Linked DNA regions of Mus musculus: region 2 is linked to region 1. The links are chromatin contacts, called in public Hi-C maps. All regions are on one chromosome and are shown on one strand. The core of a region is the stretch at or near the end of the contact, and the rest is flanking DNA. Distances in the headings are between cores, read along the strand shown.

Region 1 (6,646 bases), core at 2,580-5,079:
ACCATCTCAGTAATTCTTTTATATTATTATCTAATTGTTTGCTTGAGTATATATGTGCAGTGCATGCATGTGTGGATGCATCCTTGCCTAAGTATAGAAGTGTGTTTGCAAATATATGGATGCCTGTGTATGTGCCAATGCACGTGCACATATACATACACACGTGTGAAAACCCAAAGTCAACACTGGGTGTCTTCTTCAGTTGCTCTCCCTTTATTTATTAGGGCGAGGTATCTTGCTGGCCCCAGAAGCTCACCAGTTTCACTAGCCTAGCTAGCAGGCTTGCCTTGGCCTCCTTGACCTAAACTTCCTGACTGCTAACAGGAAGTCACCAGACCTGTTCTGTTTCCACACAGGTTCTGGGGATCCAAATTCTGGTCCTTGTATTTGCACAGCAAACGTTTTATCCACTGGGTCATCTCTTCCTCCTTTCACCTTGCAGGAGGGCCTAGCAGAGCTGTGGGAACACAGGTCGCTCTGAGGGGAAGGTGGGAGAGGAGGGCAAAGGGGCACAACAGCCCAGTTGGGCCTAAGAAAACTACAGGATCGCAGCTCCCAAGGTGGGGGTAATGGGTCAGGTAAAGAGGACATTTGTAACCTTAAAGACTGTGGCGAGGGGTGCCTACCTCCAAGAGTACCAGAGGGGTTCTCCCAATGGAGCTGCCACTCCCTGATTCTGTAACAGTGACTGGCCTGTTTGCCCCCAGGGATTCTCCAATCTCTGCTAGGTGCACACAGTACATATGGGATATCGGGGATTTGAACTCAGGTCTTCATGCTTGCCAAACACATGAGTTTTTGCCAGGCTTCTAGAAAAGGATCTATTTTAGATTGAATGCTGAACTGAGTAAGTGTTGCTTTATTGTAGACAATCTCAGCTTTCAGGTGTAGAATTATCCTATACGCTTGCCGTTCTTTGCCTTCCTGCTTGGTGGTCAGAAAGTAAAGTCAGGGAGATATGCATGTGACCATTTGTCCCTCCCACCAACTCTGCTTCCCTGAGTGTGCCTTCCACTTGTGGGATCCAAGCAGAAGCCTGCAAGCAGATTGGAGAATCCATGGGTTGACCTCTTAGTGAGGGAACAGGGAAATTCAGGTAGAATAAACAACAAGGAAGTGTAAAGTGAGTGGAGGATAGGACACCCCCAAACCCTCTAAGAAAGGTGTCTAACGGGCGTCTCCGTGTAACGTGATGGCAACATCTTTAAAGAAATAGACGTAACTACTCATGGGAATTTGCACACCATGTTCATCTTCCATTTTTGTGAAGACATAGAGATGATTTCCAGCATCAACTCTGCATGGATCTGGGACCAGAAGTTGTAGAGCTTGCTCCTCTGAGCCAAACAGCTGCCATCTTCATTAGATCTAGTGTGCCTGCTTGCAAGAGTCCATTCATTACCGCCAGGCCTGGAGACTACTGCCATTCATTCTGAAGAAGGAAGCAGGAAGGACCACGGGACCCTCACTGAATTTCCACCTTTCCCTTCTGGGTATTTGCATACCATTCTGTTCCAACTTGTGGCTCCAGGGCATGCTAGAGTATGCAATCTGGGAAAGGTTAGGGGAAGGGGACACCTTCTACACAACGATGGGGAAGCCATCATTTCTGCCAGACACAGACTTTCTGGTGCTGCTGCTCTGTGGAGAGACCCCTCACCCACACTCTAAGTAAAGCAAGCCTGACAAACTTGGTTTTTTGCTGGGTTGAATTTTGATAGACTCTGACTTGGACGTCTCCCTAGGGAAGGAATTCTCAAAACGCCAGGATTGGCACACACATCTGAGACCTCTGTTGCTGATTGTGCATGAGGTGGGAGTGTCTACAATAAACCTAAGCCCCCCCCCCCACCAGACAACAGATGGTCTCACAGGTTCCATGGCAGTGTTTGTGAAAGCTTCCTATGGCTTCCTATGGGTGATTTTCTGGGTACTAATATGAGCACTCTCTTTCTGTGTGGATACTAGGTTCTCTCTTCTCTGAGAAGATGCGGCCACAGAATTTATTTTGAGCCCTTTCAGCCCCCTGAGGCATCTGCCTCCACATTCTTGTTCCTGATTCAAGTCTATCATGTCAACAAGCTTTTTCTCCTGGGTTTGATGCTCTCTTGAAAGCTTTTCAGGCCTTCCACCTGCAAAGAAATGGGTTTTGTTTTCTTGCTTTCTACCCCCCCCCCCCAGTTCTGCTGACAAATGCAGGCAGAGATAGCCGTAGTGGTGGGCAGCGTGTCAGCCATTCTCAGGGGATCCCCAGGCCTCTCGCAGATCCTGACAGACATGCCCCACCAAATCCATTCCAATTCAAGCTGATACTTTTTTTCCCCATAATGCTACTCAAAGTTGAGACAGGACAAAACAATCTGGAGAAGGCTTATCTGACTATCCAGACAAAACCACCCCTGCTTTTACAATAACCAGCCTGTATTTGTAAAAATCAGCGATGTCCTGTTATTCTTCCGTCGCCGAGGAACTGTCAGTTCTTCTGGATTGTATGCCATACTTCCTCTTCCAACTACAGCTCACACATGCTCTATGCTGGTCGTGGCTTCATGGTACCTGAGCACAGGTAACCAGTCACGTGCCAGAATGTAGAACAAGATAAGATGTAAGTTATGATTCTAATCAGAGAAGAGCCTAACTATATGGCCAATGTAGTTGTAAATATATTTTGAATCTGAGTCTTCTTTCTGGGAGCATGGGACTGGGAGAAAGAACCAGGCCTAACTTCTACAAGGTTTGGGCAGTTTAATCAGCTACACAGCTCTGGAAAAATTGCCTCCACTCTCTGAGACTTTTTTCCTTAATTGCTACACAAACTTTCTATCCACACCAGGGTCATGGGATTGATGGTTAGCTCAGAGTTCTGTGTGTAGGGAGCAATTCGAGGGTCACCCATTCTTTTGTGTCTTCCTTTCATAAATCTGTTTTTAAACGGAGAAACAAAGACTATTGATGTATGGGAGACACAACTAGAGTGTCCATAAGAAGGGAGCTGAGATACAAGCAGAGTCTGGTGTAGGGTAAAGTGAAGGCAATTAGTAAAGTTGATGTTTTTAAATAGAATATTGGTATTTTACTGGCGCACCCAAGCAGATTTTTATGTATTGAGATATTATTTGACTTAAGACTATGTCATAAAGTAGCATGCTATTTTGTATGCTAACTTAAAAAATAAGTTAAGGGACTAGAAAGATGGCTCAGTGGTTAAGAGGCCTGACGGCTCTTCCAGGGGACCATCACCCATATGGTATCCTACAACCATCTGTAACTCAGGTTCCAAGGGATCCGACGCCCCCTGCTGGTGTCTATGGCCACCAACTGCGCCATGGTGCACTTAAGGGTGGGCAGGCAAACTCTCATACATTAAAAAATAATTTAAAGAGTAAAAAAAAGAAAATATTATTTTCATTGGAGTCAGAGTTGAAGGGCTGTAATCCCAGCACTCGGGAAGCAGATGCAGAAGGCGATCTGTACATTTGAAGCCATCCTGGTTTACAAAGCGAGTTCCAGGGCAGCCAGGGTTACACCTTTGAGACACTGTGTAAGGGTCTCTACTCCCCTGCATAACGAAAAGAAAAAAAAAAGTATAACGTGCCTAGAAGTTTTTATGTCACCCCTTTAAATTCTGCATCTAAAGACAGCTTAAATCCAAGACCAAGCAAAGCTGAAGGAAAAGAACATAGCTCTCCCAGACTTGGCATTTCTGCACAAGAACACGCTTCCGTCCTGGAAGGGGGCGGAACGCGTGGACTACAACTTCCAGAGGGCAATGCGGAGAGGCACCCTCGCTGATTGGCTACTTGGGCGCCGCCCTCTGCTCCGCCCCTCCGAAATGACTCTGTTCCAGGTCCCGGGCTAGAGTGCTCTGGAGGCCCACTTCAGGCCGGGTACTTCCTTTGCTGACTTCATGGCGGCGCGGCCTGCGTTCGGAATAGTGCGGCAGCTCCTGAGGTCCAATGCTCGGGGTTGCAGCTCGGGGGCTCCGGTGACGCAGCCTCGCCCCGGGGAGCCCTCGAGACCTACCAGGGAGGTGAGCCCACCCAGCCCGCCTGCACACACCTACCTGGAGGGCGATCCAAGCCACCCTAATCTTCAGAATGCACTCTGTCCTGAGGCTTCCTTTGGGGAGGACCCTGGGCACTCACTGCTGGGTTGCTTGAGTTCACTCCTGCCCAGCGGGAAGGACTCCTCAGTTTCCCCTGCACCCCCTTCCCTGGAGAACCACCTAATAACAGGTAGCTGTGCTGCAGCAGGAAAAGGGGGTGCTATTAAGGAGTGAGAGTTAGGTTCCAGTGAGCTGTTCCAGCTTTCGCTTCCACCCAGTCTATTAAACATTATTCCTCACCTCCGGGGAGGAGGGTGCCAGTGCAGTCAGGTGTCCCCCGGACAACTGCTTCTTTGACAAGGACTAAAAAATATTGCTAGCCAGGTGTCCGGCACAGCCGGTTGTCACTTTGTTGTGGCAGGGTTCCATGACCTATCTTCTTTCTCTTGGGATGGGGTGGCCTCATTTGATGAGAACGAGAGCAAGATCAGGTTCCGTGATAAGGAGTTCCTGCCTGTCTTCATAGTGAGGGGCAGGGTCCTGTATTGCACTTCTCCGAGTGTTTCCAGTGACGGTAGGTCTTAAGTTTGTTGTTTTATCTAAATGGTTAGGGAAACCTGCGAAACTGTTCCATCCGCTTCTGTCTTCCAGAACTGAGCGTGAAGTCCCAGGACTCTGAATTTCACAATATTTGCCTCTCCCATCTTGCTCAAGACATAGGCAGGCTTATGTCAGAGCGTTCACTTCCTCAGACTTGCCTCTCTGGGATCCTCAGATAAAGCAGGCTTGTTGTTACAGGGCTCTCCAAACCCTTGAACTTTGTACTTGAGTGAAAAGCGCTAGGATAGCCAAGGCCACCATGGGAGCTCTTAAAAACCGATACTAGCAAAAAATAATTTTTTTCTTCCTCATCATGGATTTTGTGCTTTTTGTGAGGGGGCCTGTGCAGTGTGACTAGCTGATGGCCCCTTGGCCTCACACTCTCTCTTGGGGCACAGTAAAGGTGGGACCTTAAACAGAAACACCTGTGCTAGCCTCTCCCCTGGGGTGCTGTACTAGGTCCTGTTGGACACATCCTACCAGGGCAAGCAGTCATTCTTTCAGTGGTACCTCAGACATTGCTTTCTGCATATCTCACTTGGGACCGTCTTCCACTAATTGACAGTTCCTAGATGCTAGGTCTCCCTTCGCCTTTCTAAGTATTTCCTCCGGTGTTTCCCTCAGTGCATGTAGCCAGCCAAGCCAGCAAATGTCTTTTGGCTGCTTGAAGCACATCTAATGAGTTAGGTGGAGCAGTAGACAGAGCAAGGCCTAAGGAGACCTGTGATCTTATCTTTCGTTGGCCTCTAAGTTTACCTGGCTTCTAGTCTGTGCACTCACTTTCCCTTGCTTTCTGTCTATAAATCCAGAGGCTTAAACCGGCTCACCTTGTACAGGAGCATAGGGCATGAGATCTGTAAGAGCATCTTAGAGGTGAGGTGAAATGAGGTACTCAGCTCCTTTATAGAACTGCCAGTGGGCAGGAGCAGAGGTGCAAACATCCGCCACCCTCGCCCTGCCTTCCTTTCCTCCAGGGACCCTCTGCCTGCCCTTCACAGTGCTCTGGTGGGCTGAGGTGGGGAGCCATGGTGGATGCTCACTGGGCTTCCTGCGTGTGACGGTGTGGGTGTGAAAGAGAACTGAATCTTAGGTGGGAGCTGGCTGTGCAGAGTGGAAAGGGGGTCTTGGGGCAGTCTAAGGACGGGTGGACAGCTTCCACAGGCGCCTAAGGGAAATGGAGAGGAGCTGCTGTCTTGGCCGAGGTACAACAGACAGCTTCCTGAACATTTAGTTCAGGCAAACCCTTTCCTTCTCTGGAACGCTACTCTGACTTTCTGGGGGGGCAGAAAAGAGTTCTGGACTGAGGCCTGAGCCCACTGCCTATGGTGGGGTTAAAGGACTCTAGGTGACTCAGGCAAAGACAAAGTCGCCTAGCTGTTCAGAGTTCTAGAAAAGAGCAAAAGCTGGCAGGTGGGTGTTGAAGACAGGAATTGGTGCAGGAGAAATCACGGGAGTGGTTCTGGAAGGAGTAGGGAGGACGGTGCTGGGGGGAGGCAGCAAGGAGGATGGTACTGGGAAAGTCTTTCCTTTTTGCTTTCAACTTACTCAGTTCCTTGAAATCCATGTCTCAGGGGAGAGGACTATGCTGGTCAGGAACAGAGATGCAAAGACCCCCCCCCCCACTCTTAGGTAACTGGGGAGAAAGCCATTTAACAAAGCTTGGGACAGTGTTTATTAAATAGTTTGAGGTGTGTGTCTGTGTGTGTGTGTGTGTGTCTGTGTGTGTGTGTGTCTGTGTGTGTGTGCGCGTGTGGTATGTATGTTCATGTGCATGTGCCCATGTCTTTGAAAGCCAGAAGACAATCTCAGGTGTCACTCCTCAGGTGACATACACTTTGCTTTTGAGACAAGATCTTTTTTTGATCTTAACCAGGGCTTGGCAGTTTGGCATCAGGGATCCACCCGTACCTCTCTCCCTAGCTTTATAAGCATGGGTTCTGGTTATTGAACTCAGATCCCTGCAAAGCAGGCATTTGAATTCCCACCTCGGTTAATCTAATC
Region 2 (6,646 bases), core at 1,720-4,219, 4.3 Mb after region 1:
AAGTGGCTCAAAATGCCTGTAACTCCACTCCGATGAGGATCCAATGTCTCTGGCTTCCATGTGCACACACACTCACATACATATACTTGCACATACTCACATACATATATTCACACCACTCACACACACACACACACACACACACACACACACACACACACACAATTAAAAAGGAATTGTTTAAAAACTGGAAAACCATGGGGGAGATTCAGAAACCATTAGGTTTACACTGTACTAACTGAAAAAGGAGGAAAAAAGATTAAGTGTTGAAGGAAAACAATCTTTAAAAAGTAATTGAAATCTTAGAGAAAAGTCATGAAATCATATGTAGGCTTCAAAAATCTCTTCTAGAGATGAGGTCTCATTGTGCAGTTCAGGTTGACCCATAACTTGGGTCTTTCTGAGTTAGCATATTGAGTTCTGGCATCACAAAATCGCAGGTATACATGACACTCAGGAAGAAATAGCACCTTCTAGAAAGACAACTGTCTTCGATAACGTCAATATACACATTATATGTGAGGGCACATATATGTATGTTACTTATTTCTATATAACACCTAATGTTATCCTCTGAACTACACACAGACACACACACAGAGTAAATGGATATAATGAAGTATTTTTTTAAAAAGTGACTCTCCGAAGAATACTTAAGAATATTTTCCATATCTAAATCTATATAAAGCTGAACTGCATATGGCAAAACTACACAGAAAAGTTTTGTACTGAATATACCTGAGTAGTTTCTTCACTTTGTCGGGAAGTTAGCTTCTCTTTCAATGCATACAGCTGACAAGTAAGGTAGTAGCATTCTTTTCTCAGTTGCAGGATGACATCCTGTGCTTCTCTCACTTTGGATTTCTCATTTTCCAAAGCCAAGACTAACAACCTGTTGTTATCTTGGTAATATCTCAGTAGTGTAGCAGTGTTAGCTATAAGATAAAATTTTCAGTTAGTAAGCCTCAACCTAGAAGGTGAAGCAGAGGCTAGAGATATCTCTCAATGGCTAGGAGTGCTTGCTAAGAAACCAATGAGGCCCACAGGTCAAATCCCCTAAAGAGCCAGGTGTGGTCCTGCACACTGGTGACTCTATCTGCTGTGGCAGGACGGAGGGAAGGTAAGGTGTTAAAGGTGTGTGGAGACAGGAGGATCTCTGGGGCTTGACTGGCTGCCACAATAGTTCCTTGTTCAGTGAGAGACCCTTTGCAGGGGAACAGGGCAGAGATTAATAGCAGGACTCCAGAACTTCTACTACAGCAACACCCCACTGTGCTCCACACACAAAGAAACACACACAACACACACAAATGCCACACTTTCAAAGTAAGAATGCTGGAAGAAGACAACACAAAATTCTCTTACTGGGTACTTGGCCCGGTGCAACAATAAAGGACTTGCGTTTCCCAATCCCCGCCAAATTTTTATTCCTTTTTTCTTTCATTCGATTCTTAATGTCTTCAAGGGTATCTTGAAAGGACCTTTTCTGACACCTTTCCTTAGCCATCTTTGTCTTTGAATTAAAAACAAAACAAAAAAAAAAAAAACCAATGAACACTTCTCAGATATTTTTTAAACATAAAATTTAAGAAACATAGGCTGTTCATCAAGAAGGGATTACAAAAGACTAAATTGTAAACTTACTTCAAAAAAAGCAATATTTTGATTTTCTGCTTAGAAATATTAAGTCAGGTGTTGTAGAATAATCCAAGCTACTAAAAAGGCTAAGGCAGGTGGGTCATAGATTTATGCTTGGGCTACATAGTGAAATTCATCTAAAACAAAACAAGAAGAAAAAAGATGTTAGAATCAAGCCATCATAAGAAAAAAAATCCCATAAAATGTCATTCATGCTTTTGCTATAACCTTATCTTCTACTATTTCATAGGAAAGTATTAAATAACTCCAGAAAGTATCAATTATTCATCTTATAGTAAATATTCATTGGAGGCGTACAACATTCTAGGCTCTATGGGAACTTATTATTTTGGGACAGGATATTGCTGTTACCCAGTCTGGTTTTGAACTTAAGAGCTCTCATGTCCTTCCTACCTCAGCCTCCTGAGTAGCTGGGACCACAAATGTATGAGCCATAAGCAGACTTACTTTTCTTACAATGTTTATAGCCAACCTTTAGTGTTTAGGATTACAGTATTAGTTCAGAAGCAATTTATATGTATATCTGGGTTTCTGTTTGGCAGCTTTTCTCTAGTAATTTTGGGGCTGAGAAAACATGTATTCATGTTAATAACAGTAGCGTGCTTCAAGCAAAATAAACTTCCTGGTCTCAAAATTGTAAACTGTTGCCAACCACAATGTGTGCATATAATTGTCACCACAAGAACTATCTTGATTCATCTCCTTTTAGTTAAGTGTTTTCTTGAATCTCTTCTTGAGTATTCTCACCAGGACGTATTTTCCTCCACGCATAATGAAGCCTTAAATTGGTACTGTATATCTTATCTAACCCTTTATTTTTACCAATGTGTATATACGATAGATTGGAGAGGGGAGTTCAACAGAATAAATGCAACGACTTCTTATAAGAATGGGTGGGTCACCATCAAGTTTTAAAAGTTTGCACCGGAGACATCTGAGTGACACACAGAATGAATAACTGATAGAGTTAAAGTTAATTACAGTTTGTTCGCGTGCGCGAGCACAGTGGGATGGAAATCGGGCCTTGTGCGTGCTAGACAGTGCAAGTCGGCGAGAACACCCCTTCCTCCGGCCCCTATCTAAAAAGTTTTTGCTACTTTGATTGAGCAAAAGCCCTGTCGATTTCGGGGTGCTCGCTTTCGCGAGCGGAACGCGTCGTCCGGTCGGAGAGATACCTCCAGTCCCGCCGCCCGTACCGCTCCGTACCTCGGCCACTCAGGTCCGGACGAGCAGATGCAACCTCCCGCTCCGCCGCGCTCCGCAGCTACCGCCGCCACATTCGAAATTCTGCGTTACGCGTATCCATTGGCTGGCCGGACACCATCACGTGACACTCCGGCCCGCCCTTCTCCGTAGACGCAGCGCCCGGCCCCGGGGAATGGCATCACGTGGCGCGCCTGCGCACGCGCAGCTGTGGCTGGGGTGGGGTAGAGGGGGTGGAGTCAGGCTGGAATTGAGGCCTTGGCTCGGCGTCCGCCTTCCCACAGCCTAGAGATCTAGCGACTTTGAGACTGGGTCTTGTCTGGGTGCGTCCCTGACTTCCGGTTAGACCTGGGGTGTTGACGCAGGCCTGAGAGCCCAGCTCTCAGAAGGCTGAGGCAGGAGAATGACGAGTTCGAGTTGAAGCCTGAGTTGGAGCACGAAAGATCCAAACAGATCCTGGCGTGGCTTGTCAGGGCGCCCAAGGCCGCGCAGCTCTTGTGCTCCGGGGCGCGCCCGTGTGGCAAACGTCCATCCAGCACGTTTAGCGCAGGCTCAGCGAAAGGACTGATGTGAGAGACTGGGCTCTCCAGGTTCAGCCCGCTGGCGAGATCTGCGGGTGGGCCTGGCTGATTCAAGAAGAAACGCCAAGTGACAGCCCGATCCTGTCCTGTGCATTTACGGAAGAGATTTACAACCGGCTGCGCTCACCTCAGAAGTCATTGTAGTGCAGCAGCCGTGACTGAATTAGAAGGTCATCTTGTGGGATCCGTTTTTTAAAGTGCTTTCCCGGGAACAATCTAAACTTCTTTATCAGTTCCTGATAATAGTCAAGGAATTGGGTTTAGTCATGCTGAGAAAAGTTCGGCACGCTTACACATCAGGCAGCGTTACTGGGTAGTTCTGAAGGCACACAAAGAAAATGGGAAGGGGAAGGTGGCAGCAGGGAGCCCTACCACAAGACATTTGGAGCCTCCACAGTTGAGTGATTGCTTCATAAGTCATATCCTTGGCAGATGTCTTGTGCCATAAGGTAGATAGATATACGTAGCCAATATAACAAGTTATATTTTACTATGCTGGTCATCACACAAGGTTCACACTCTTAATTTCTTACCTAGGGTCCTAAGATTATCGTTCCACGGCTGCTCATTTATGGCTCTCTTCTTTGTTTTCTGTTTGTTTTTGTTTTTGAGACAGGGTCTTCTTGTAGCCCAGGATGACCTCTAACTCCTTACGCTGTAGAGAAGTCTCTCTGTGTACCTTTGACTGTCTTGGAACTCACTATATATTTGAGGTTGGCCTCAAATGCAAACAGATCCACCTGCTTCTGTCTCTTGAATGCTAGATTAAATGTGTGTACCACCATGTCCATCTCCTAAAAAAGTTTGGTTTTGGTCTGTTTATTTGGCATTCAAAAAACAAAACAAAGCAAAACAAAACAACGGGTTAAGGCAGGTTTTTTACACAGCCTAAGCAGACTTCAAATTCGTGATATTTCTGCGATGACCAGGAACACACAGAGATATGCTAGTCTTGGCCTCCCAAGTGCTGACATTAAAAAAAATTTTTTAAAAAAGATTCCTTTGGAAATGTGGATATGATCCAGATATCAAAAGCTTTTGCTGCTCTTGCAGAGGACCTGAGTTCAGTTCTGAGCACCCATGTCAGGCAGCTCACAACCACCTCTGACTTCAGCTCCAGATTTGATGCCCTCTTCATGGGCACCTGTGTACAGCATGTGGCATACGTGATCAAAGAGAACACATACATATATACAAAAATAAGAATTAAAAAACCCTTTGAAAGATTCTTTAATACTTACCATGTCATGTGCTGTGTATTAATTTGAATAGCATACAAATGTTAGAAACTTGGTGACCAAAAGTTTTAAGGAATTTGTCAGAACCAAAATGCAGCAAACTATCACATCATTTTGGTACCCACTTATATTGGCTTAGTCTTTTCCTTTGTTGAGCAGTCCCAAGCTGTGGAGAACCTATATAAGTGTACAGTAGACAGACAGGCTGGGGAAAGTCCTACTTTTTAGATTGCTTGTAGCTTTCATCTGCATGTTTTAGAAATGTATCTTAACCACTTGAAATAACTTATTAAACCTCAGAATCCTTGCTGTATACTTCTATTTTAGAGGGTTGAATTTCTCAGCCTAGTGCCAAGAATGTAAGTATTTAATTGAATTTACTGCCTGTGGCAGTTTGGATATGCTTGGGCTATGGGAAATGGCACTATGAGGAGGCCTTGTTGGAGGGAGTGTGTCACTCTTTAGGCAGGCTTTGAGGGCTCCCAGGCTTAATTGAATGCTGCTGAAACAGTCTCTTTCTTTCTGTCTTCAGATCAAAATGTAGACCTCTCATCTCCTCCTAAACCATGTCTATCTGCAGGCTGCCATGCTTCCTGCCATGATGATAATGAACTGAACCCCTGAAACTGTAAGCCAGCTCCAATTAAATGCTGTCCTTTATAAGAGTTGCCTTGGTCATGGTGTCTCTTCACCATAGAAACCCTAACTAAGATGCTGGCCGTGCTGGCGTTTTGTTTGTTTGTTTTTGAGACAGCGTCTCATTATGTAGCTTTGGCTGGCTTGGACATAGGTATGTGGATCAGACTGACCTAGAACTCATACAACCTACTGTCTTTGCCTCCTAAGTGTGTGTTTAAGGTATGAGCCACTACACTGCATTCCTATTTTGGCATATTAAATCTCCCCTGTAGGCTCATGGGTTTGAACACTTTATCTCTACATGGTAACGCTGTTTCGGGTGGTTGTAAAACCTTAGGCTATGAGACACAGCTGGAGGAGGTGGGAGGGTTGGGGATGACTGCTTTGGGCCTAGGCTCTCTCTGCTCTGCTCAGTGGCATGTACAAGCATTTACTGCACACTCCCACTGCCACACATCTAGTCTGTCATCCTGCCTTTCCTGCCATGATGGACTTACAACTCCTGAACCATCTCTCCTCCCTTAAGTTGCTTCTGTCATGTATTTCATCACAGCAACATAAACACATGTAACGTAAGCGCATGCTCTGCTCTGTGCCAGGGCGTTCTATGTATTGCTTTATTTATTTTTTATCTTTTTTTTTTTTCCAGAGCTGAGGACCGAACCCAGGGCCTTGCGCTTGCTAGGCAAGTGCTCTACCTCTGAGCTAAATCCCCAACCCCTTATTTATTTTTTTAAATCATAATAAGTCTATGGTGTTTATTGTTAAAAACTGTGTACTTACTCAACATGATATAGAGATATTCATACACAAATAGGTGTATTTGTGTGTTTCTTTAACTTGGATGAGTGTTTGCTTGCATGTGTGCATGCACATTATGTCTACTACCTGTGGAGTCAGGAGAAAACAGCAACCTCTGGGAACTGGACTTACAGATGTGGGTGCTAGAAAACTGAACTGAAGTTCTTTGCAAGACAACAAGTGCTCTTTACTGCTGATCCTTCACTCTAGACTCAGTAGATTTTTTTAAAATTTGGTATATATATATTTTTTTTTTTCCCGGAGAGATAGGGACAGATATACAGATAGACAGAGACAGAGATAGGAGTTGGGAGGATGAAGATGTAGGGAGGGTCTGGGAGGACTTGGGGGAGAGGAAACCATGATTAGATTATGTTGGATGAAAAAATTGTTTTAATGAAAAGAAAAAGAAAAGGTATACTCTAAAAATGGTGTTTAGGCTTGTTTTGGTTAACAATGCAGATAATTGGTAATCTAAAGATCTGCTTTTTTTTTTTTTTTTAATTTACTTTGCAGTTGCATTTT

Evidence for each region. A called contact is a pair of places that touch in the nucleus more often than the background predicts.
Region 2: a Hi-C map of CD8 T cells shows a contact between it and region 1, with 4 times the contacts expected there. The contact joins the promoter of Sgo1 here to the promoter of Mocs1 in region 1. A contact is called at or near these places in 2 of 484 Hi-C or Micro-C datasets (CD4 T cells and CD8 T cells).

The regions. Positions count from the first base shown.
Region 1 is chr17:49,424,535-49,431,180 of GRCm38.p6, forward strand. It overlaps Mocs1 (molybdenum cofactor synthesis 1), which reads left to right and starts at 3,830. Exons shown (of 11, transcript NM_020042.2): 1 at 3,830-4,030. The coding sequence starts at 3,908.
Region 2 is chr17:53,686,346-53,692,991 of GRCm38.p6, forward strand. It overlaps Sgo1 (shugoshin 1), which reads right to left and starts at 2,970. Exons shown (of 9, transcript NM_028232.2): 1 at 2,866-2,970; 2 at 1,645-1,775; 3 at 1,366-1,513; 4 at 739-935. The coding sequence starts at 1,507. It also overlaps the pseudogene Gm31532.